Regions from separate parts of the Gossypium hirsutum genome. Here region 2 is linked to region 1. The links are chromatin contacts, called in public Hi-C maps. All regions are on one chromosome and are shown on one strand. Each heading gives the region's core, a stretch centred on a gene start, on an enhancer-like site or on the middle of the called end of the contact. The rest is flanking DNA. Distances are from core to core; before and after follow the strand shown. Region 1 has its middle 10 kb from the start of LOC107932613. Region 2 holds the start of LOC121210944 (ELMO domain-containing protein A).

The links. A called contact is a pair of places that touch in the nucleus more often than the background predicts.
Region 2: a Hi-C map of leaf shows a contact between it and region 1, with 2.3 times the contacts expected there. The contact joins the promoter of LOC121210944 here to the enhancer-like site in region 1. A contact is called at or near these places in 14 of 34 Hi-C or Micro-C datasets (anther, leaf, petal and 1 more).

Annotation. Positions count from the first base shown.
Region 1 is chrA12:87,478,488-87,482,831 of Gossypium_hirsutum_v2.1, forward strand. No RefSeq gene overlaps it. Among protein-coding and RNA genes, the nearest start is that of LOC107932613, 10 kb to the right of the region's middle. Within about 2 kb of position 2,619, at least 9 of the 9 cell types and tissues checked have an H3K27ac peak or open chromatin away from gene starts, as enhancers often do. A contact at or near this core is called in leaf, where this site is marked.
Region 2 is chrA12:87,552,118-87,556,461 of Gossypium_hirsutum_v2.1, forward strand. It overlaps LOC121210944 (ELMO domain-containing protein A), which reads right to left and starts at 2,481. Exons shown (of 10, transcript XM_041082985.1): 1 at 2,249-2,481; 2 at 1,061-1,163; 3 at 288-391. The coding sequence starts at 383.

The sequences.
Region 1 (4,344 bases), core at 1,369-3,868:
CGTCGTTGACTAAGTTACTGCGTAAATGAGTTCCTTTTGCCTGGACTGACGCACAGTAGGAGAGCTTTGAAAAGCTCAAGACAGTTTTGACTCGGGCTCTAGTTCTGATACAGCCTGAGCTTGGTAAGGATTTTGTAGTGTACAGCAACGTGTCATATGTGGGTTTGGGTTACGTTCTAATGCAATACGATCTTTTTCTTTTCTGTTTTGCTGAAATTTCCCCTGTATTCTTCTCATTCGTGTTAATTTCGTAAGAACAGGCTTCTGCGATTCATTGACGTTCTACTCATTGGTAAGTTTTTCGTTTCGCACGACTTGAATATTGTTTGAGTTAAGTGTCTGGTAAGAGGTTTCTGCTATTTAATAGGAGTGGGTCAAGGGGTTGAAGAATAGCCATTAATGCTTTAAGGATTCGGGTTTGCTACTTTCCATTCAAAGGTAAGTTGATCGTTCTTTGAGTGGATATTTCATTTGGGGTTAAGTGAAAAGACTCATTTATGAGGTTCTAATAGGTAGGATATACTGATTATAGGTCTTAAAGTGCTCGGGATTGTGTTAGGCTTCAATCGAAACCAGGTGTGTACTCTAATCGATTTGAAATCATGTTTCAGTGAAAGCCAGAAACGCTACTGTCGACACCACACGGGTGTTTTGACAGGCCGTGTGGCGAGACACAACCATGTGATCGACGAGCTAGGTCGTGCACATGCCACATGGGCACGACGGTTACGGGCGTGTGATGGCTTGTAGGTGAGAGGCACAGGCTCAGGCAAATGGCCCGTGTAGGCCACACGTGTGTGTGAGCCCACACGGGCGTGTGGGAATCTAGGCCAGGCCGTGTGATCCATACGAGCAAGGCTAATTTGGGCCGTGTGACCCACACGGGCGTGTGGACCCACACGAGAAGAGAATATAGGCGTGTGAACCCAATTTGTTGGAAATGTTCTGTAAGGTTGCACTGGTAACCCGAGTCAACTGTGACCTGTCGTAGGGTCGGTAACCCTTATCTAGACTCTTAATGCTGTGATGTATGTGTTAGCATGTTATACCTGGCATGATTATCTAATCTGTTCTGAAAAATAAATGTATAACCCATTTATCTGCATTATAACATGCCATATTTGTATGATGCATTGCATCAAGGTGGGTTTGATGAAGAGAAGGGAGTATCTATAGGGCTTTATGAGCCTGATATCTGGCAGCTAAGCTGGATACTTATTATATGTACTGCATTGCGGTACCTTATGGTGTGTAGGGATGGATGGGATGATTGTATCCCCATATATGGTATGTAGGGATAGGTGGGACGATTTTATCCCCACATGGTGTGTTAGGTTAGACAGAGTTGGTGTGCAGGAATGGTGGGCATATTCTGTTGATCTGATCTGTTCTGCATGCTATATCTGAGATAGGCCGAAGCCCTAAGACTATATCTGATAATGATCCTGTTAGGGCCCAGACCTGAAGTATGATTGTATTCTGTTATCTGTTTGCTTGCATGCTATACTCTGAGGATGTACACACTGAGTTGCGAAAACTCACCCCTTTATTTATTTATCTATTCAGGTAATCCCTAGTAGTAGGTGGATCGGTGCAGAGGAGGACTCGACGGTGACCACGTCCGCATACATTTTGGTTATGACTTTTACTTTGGTTTATTTATTATTTGTTGAGGGTTGATGTGATTTTGGATTTTAATTGAGTTTTGAACTGTGGATGTGGATTATAAAAAACATCAATATTATGGTTTTCCTAAAATAAACTAAGAATTTTCATAAATAAAAAAATGAGTTCTCAAGATAATAAATCATCAATTGAGTTTCAAACACTTCCGCAATAAAGAAACGTTTTCAAAACAATACAACTTTTTCGTTATAATTTACGATAAGTAAAATACAATGAATGACATGTTTTATGAATCAAAATGGTTTAGTTAAAACACTCTTATGTGACATCGCCAGATTCGCCCATAACGTTTAGGCCGGGTTTGGGGTGTTACAATTGCTTCATACAAATCCACAGAGGCAAATTGTAAGGAATAAGCGCTACAGGCCAAGTACTGTACGAAGTACTCATGATTTTATAAGAATTAAATCCATTATATGCTAGCCCAAGCCTCACATGTCGAGGATCACTTGCAAAGCTTGAAAATTTATTGTCAAATGATTTCTAAGCTAAAGAATCAACAGAATCCCTTAATAATCCATCATCGGTTCATTGATCATGATGCCACCTCATAGACTCTACTGTCTGTGACAACATGAAAAGCCTTTGAAGCCTTGGTATTAGTGGAAAATATCACAAAATCTTTATTGGCTTCTTTCTTTGTAGTTAACCCATTTTGCTCGGGCCTATTTAAAGCATTAAAATAAGCCAAACAAATAAGTCCAAGTAAATTAAAATAAAAAAAAAAGCAAATAAAGAATCCAAATTTAGGAGTCCAATGTCCGGTTACAAATATTTGGGATTAAATTAAATTGAACCCAAACTCCTTAAATCTAGACTTAACCCAATTACATGAATCTGACCCAACCATTAAAACCCTAGACCCAGTTTCAATGGCCCAAACCTGAGGCCCAACAAGACCCAAAGAGAAGCTCAGCAGCTGTGAACACCAGAAGCTTCTGGAATATGCCAGAACAGTGCCAGAAGGTCGGCTCCCACGAGCAGTTTCCCCGAACGGCCTCCTCCACGTCACCAGGGCCATCTTTTCTGTACAACTGCCCCTGCAAAAGAACACACGAGAAGCAGTAAAATAGAAAAATAGCAAAAGAAAAAGAAAAAGATTTTTATTTTTAAATCTGTATTTTGCCAGGCTATAAAAAGTCATCACTTGTACTGCAAATACTTACGCACACAGAGAGAATAAAGAAAAAGCAATCAAAATAGCAAAGGTGATTTCAAAGTTTTTTTTCTTTTCGGTCGATTTATTTTCTTTTTGTTTGGTTCGATTTTTTAGTATGTGAATCGACACCGATGAATACCCAAATATCTCGAAAATATAGAGATTCGGGCGAGGGTCGAATGTTTGTTTCTTTTGAATTTCTATTTTGTTTTTTAAAGAGATTAACGTATGATTTGAGTTTTTTTTAAAAAGAAGAAAAAGAGAAGGATTAATTTACCTAATTTCCATGGGTGATCTTTGTGGGCAAGATCGGATCTCTGCTCGTGCACCGTCGACCGTCAAATTGAATGATGGGTCCGGCGACTGTAAAATGAGGCTCTAACAGGTTGATTTTAGGCTGTAGATATTTGTTAAAAGGTTGGCTGCAAAGAAAATGAGATAAGAGAGAGTTGCTATGCCGAAACCCTAATAATTGGGCATTCGGTTTGTAGCTTGAAAAAAGGGAATTGCCATTAAATGGCTTTTAATTTTGAGATAAATTGAAACGGTGGTGTTTAAGGGTGGGGACCGCGTATTGATCCATGCTCAGACCCGATATGTGCATTTGCATGTCAAATGGGAAATTTCCACGATTAATCCCTCACTTTTTGCGCCGCATCTCAGCAGACCCCCATTAGCATCCAAGTGTTTTATTTTAATTTTTCCCTAAAAATTTGTATGCTATTTCATTTTAGTTCGCTCCAAGGTGCAGCGTTTTGGGACTTGGATTATTTCCAGTTCTAGTCCCTGTACATTTATATGCTTTGCACGTATTTTTTAAACTATTTTATTTGTAAATTATCCCTTTTATTTTAGGTTTAATCTTAATTTGGTCCTTCATTTGTATAATCTGCTAATTTAAAATACATTTAATATTTTTGTATATGTTAATTTATTTTAATGATTTTATTTGTTTTTATTTGTACAATTATTTTGAGGTTTCTTTTATCTTATTATTTTTATATTTTGCACAATATTTTTTTATATATTTTATACATATTAGTATACATATTATTCTCATTGAGTTTTTAATTTATAATACCTATTATTTTGAGGATTCACAATATTTTTGTACATGAACTGAGCCATCTTAATAACTTTATTTTGTTTTATAAAATCATCATTTTAAAATTCTTTTCGCATTAAGCTATTTTAATATTTTTATATATCCTCTTGTTTAAATATTTATATATATTAATACATCTATTACTTTAATAAATTTTTTCTATTACTTTTTGCTTTATGATTCACCAAGTAATTTTTCTTTATGTATATATGAAACTATTTTAGAAACTTCATCTTTGTATTATAAAATTATTATTTTGGAATGTTTCCTTATATTATATTATTCTTATGTTTTATATAGTATCTCATTTAAATGTTTTTATGTACAATGGTACGTCTATAATTTATAGAGATTAAGTTAATTTTATATATATTATTAATCTTATGCTATTTTT
Region 2 (4,344 bases), core at 1,231-3,730, 73 kb after region 1:
CAATTTTTCATTAGTGCAGGACAAATGCCACAAATTCTCTATGCACATCATTAAAATGAATACTCAAGAAATGATGGCAAAAACCAGTTTGGTTCTACTCAAGAACAGTCTGATGTTCTATAGTCAACCGTAGGGAGTTGGTTACATGAAGACATTGCATTCACTGTCTTGTAAGAGTGTACGTAAACCTTACCGGATAATAAATAATTGTATAATGAAAAAAAAATTAAACATAAGATTTTGAAGACATTAGAAAATCAGTCCTAATACTTAACATTCTCAATTACCTGAATAGGAGTCAAAGTGTAGCCAAGAAACTTCTCATTGCGCCTGTTTCCAAAGCGATTGAACAGCCCTCCTAGCCATGATTTAGGTCCAACCATAGCATTAGCTGCAACCATACAAGACTGATCAGTGATATTAAATAACGAGTTGTAGAATATTTTGCGAGGCAACGTGCATTTCAATGTTGAAATAAGTTGACATGGTCTTAAACATGGCATGTTACACCCTTTTGAGTAATTTTACTCTTAGTTTCTCTACACTGGAGATGTTGAGACTTGGCATAGAGGAAAGGAGAAAAGAAGCAAAATATACCTATAAAGAACCAATGCTAATAATAAAGAAAGCTAGAAAAACGGGGCAAATTTCTAGGTTAGCAAATTTGAATTAGCAATAGGTTATGTTGTGTTCTACCTCATAAGACTTTTGTTTTCAGCTCTCCTAGTATTTTGAAATGCCAATGACATGTCAGTCTAGAGCTAACTCTACCCATTATCATGGAACCTCATGTGATATATGAAGAGCTCAAGGCAACTCATGAAGTGTCAGAAGATTAGATGATTCTAACTAGTTAAGCTGTACAAATGTTTCCCTCCATTTGGCTACATATTAAGCTACATAATGATGTTGATTTCAGAAAGCATTGTATGTCAATGTAAAGTAGGAATTGAACAAATATACACTTGCATACCAAACATACTAGGTAATGAAGACTATCCTAATTTGGAGCGCCAAAACATTGGAATGCTGAAAGAATTTATTAGGAAAATCTACTCACTAAAACATTGAGCTAACTGTGATAGTAGGTGAGTGGAATTGTGTGGCCATTCCAACTCTTCACCGCCCTTCTTTCGGCTCCAGTAAACTTCATCCTCATCAACCTACATTTCAATTTTCGACAAACTAGTCAATACCAATTAGTTGCATAGAAATAATAGTGGCATTGTCCAGACTGAGAATGATAGGCTGCAAATTCATTAACTTGTTTCATAAGGTTGAAGGTTCAATTTGGAATCTAAACGGTGTATTGTAGATTCCCATGCATATAACTAAGCTCTTAACTATTCATCATATAATGCAATGCATTCATTCTGACATAAAACAGAACAAGAGACATAATTACTAAATGCAGAAATGGAAGAAATATTTTTAAATATAAATAGCAGGAACTCAATGAATATAGATACTCCTAAAGTTATAGCCTTGTTGATTGCAAGCAACCAAGCTTTATATATATATATATTTGAAAAAAGGTTATTGCAAATTCATGAGATTTGCCAAGAGGCAAGCCCAAATTAAGCTTGATAACAAGAACAGCTTAAGCTAACAGTTATATTTAATTAATAGGCTTGTAATAGCACCAGTGATCAAAATCAGAGACAGAAAAAGAGTATGGAGGGCTAGGGGGAGGATTACTCTGTGAAGAGAAGAGCAAGAAGGAAAGCATTGTCGACGCTTCCTTAATCTCATGAGAGAACCAAAAATAAAATATTAGATCCTTGCATTCCTTTTAACCTAACGCAAATGGGAAAAAAAATCCAAAAAGGATTGGAAAAATGGGTAACAAATGATTGCAGTAAACTCATGCGCCTCCATCCCTTTCAACCTTTCTCATCATTCCATCTCTCTGAAAGAGAGACGGGGTCAAGGAATATAATGATGACACAAACACAAAGATACCCAGAAAATGAAAAAGAAGAGTACATTTTGGGTTGAGATAAAAAGAAACATTAAGAAATAAGAGCGCAATCAAAGGTCCTTTTTGCATGTAAGAAAGTTTAATGGCATCCCAAAAGAACAAAGTGAAGATAAAAAGTTTTAAATTGTAATGCAAAAGAAAGAAAGGAAAGGAAGAAAAGTCATAAAAGGCAATAGCATATTCTCTTGTGAGGAAAACATTGACATGCAATGCATGACAAATTAAAACACAGGTAAAAGGAATAAAGAAAGAGTAAAAACATTTTACCTGGAAAGGGTTTGTCTACCTGTTACTGCTAATGCATGTGTTGTGAAGAAAATGGGGCCCGATTGCCAGATGGGCAAAAGTGTGGGGCAAGAAGTGATAGAGAAAGGAGGAAGAAGAGAGAGAAGATGAAGATGAAGAAAGGCAACATGTTTGGGAGAAGGAATTTGGATACATCATAGATGCAGTGTTATTGTTGTTTATTGTTTCTCTCTCTCTCTCTGCCACGAAGTTCCCGGATCACTTGCCTTCATCGTAGCACTCGGGAGGGATGGGGTGTTATATATTTTTATACTTTGGCTACCTACTAACTTTATAACATAACTCTATTTCCACTTTAAAATTTTTCATCTTCACTCCCTATTTGGAGAAAAGAATTACAAAAAATATATATATCAATCAATTTTGGTGAAATTTCCTTTTTAATCATTTAATTATAAAAAATTATATTTTAATTAGTGATATTATCGACTTATAATATTTTGGTTACTCCTTTGTTCGTTAATAACTGTTTAAGTCTTATCAAAAAAGTGAGGTGTCATATTAATTCAATGGTGACAGCTAAAACATTCAATTTGGTGCTTGTATAACATTTTTAACAATAATTTTGACAAAAAAAATTTTTTAAATTCTAAAAATATAAAAAATATATATTTTAAAAAATTCTGAAAGTTCATATTTATTTATTGAAATTATAAAAATCTTTTTTAAAATTATAATTATATAAAAAAATTTTAAAATTTCATACAAATTCTAAAAAATATATAATAAACAAAACACATATTTACATAATTATATAATTTTTAGAACCTTTGAAAGCTTCATTCAATGTTTCCTAACTTTAATTTCAACCGACAAAGTTGTTTTCACAGCATCAACACAAAGGTCTTGCCACGTTTCAAGTCCAATGGCAGGGATTTTAGTTCAAATGCCTAATACATAGGAATTCCCTAATATCCAAGATTTTCCTTATTCACCCACCAAACAAAAAAAAAAAGGTTGGCTAAAAAAACACCTCTAACGTGCTAAAAAAACACCCTAATTCTCCTTTTCCGTGTAATTAATTACAGCATTTCTCATTTCATTGGATGAATGTATTTCTCAATAAGTCTTTTTATTAATACAATAATTAGAGTCAAGATCTTAAATTAATGTGATCCAAAGAAATTAATGTGTTCCAAAAATTAATTAGTACATTTTCCAAATATCTTTATTTTCAACATTTTTAAATTAATTAGTGTAATCAATTTAGTCCCAAAAATTAGAGTCAACATCTTTAAAAAAGGGAAAAATTAATTTTGTTGTAATTAGTACATTTTCCAAATATCTTCATTTTCAACATCTTAAATTAATTAGTGTAATCAATTTAGTCCAAAAATTAGAGTCAACATCTTAAAAAAGGGGAAAATTTATTTTTTTTTGTAATTAATACAATAAATAGGCAGAGTTATAGATATATGTTTATTTTGATGAACATTAACAACACCCTAACGTAAACTCATATTATTATTAACAAAATTAAGTAAGTCCTTCTCACTACACTCTATTATTTGTAATTTTATTTTTTATAAATTTGTTCTAAACTGTTCTTTATTAAAATCTATTTTTCTAATTTTTTTCTTTTTTATTTATTAATTCTTGTATAAATTAAAATTTGTTTTAAATTTTTATAACTACTGATTTTTTCATCATAATTTGTAGTGTTCAACAAAAGACGTCGAATTTTTACGGAAGTAACTTAAATGAAGGCAATGAGATCTCTATGGCGACATCACCATTTTTTACCGATCAGGTATAATATTTATCATGATGTTAATATTTTTTTATCTTCATAATATTTAATATTTGTTAACAAAATTATTTAAATTTTAGGTGTTCGAGTCTTGTGAAGAGCTGATGCAATGGGTGCAAAACACGGCATTCTCTCTTGGTTATATCATCGTCACGAGAAGATCAAAAGCAAAGGAAAATGGTGTGGTGTCTTACGTCACACTTATTTGTGACCGTGGCGGTGAATACAAATTTAAAGAATCAAGTAAAAAGTCTGGCACCAAAAAGACCAACTGTAAATTCCAATTGGTAGGTTCTTATTTAAACAA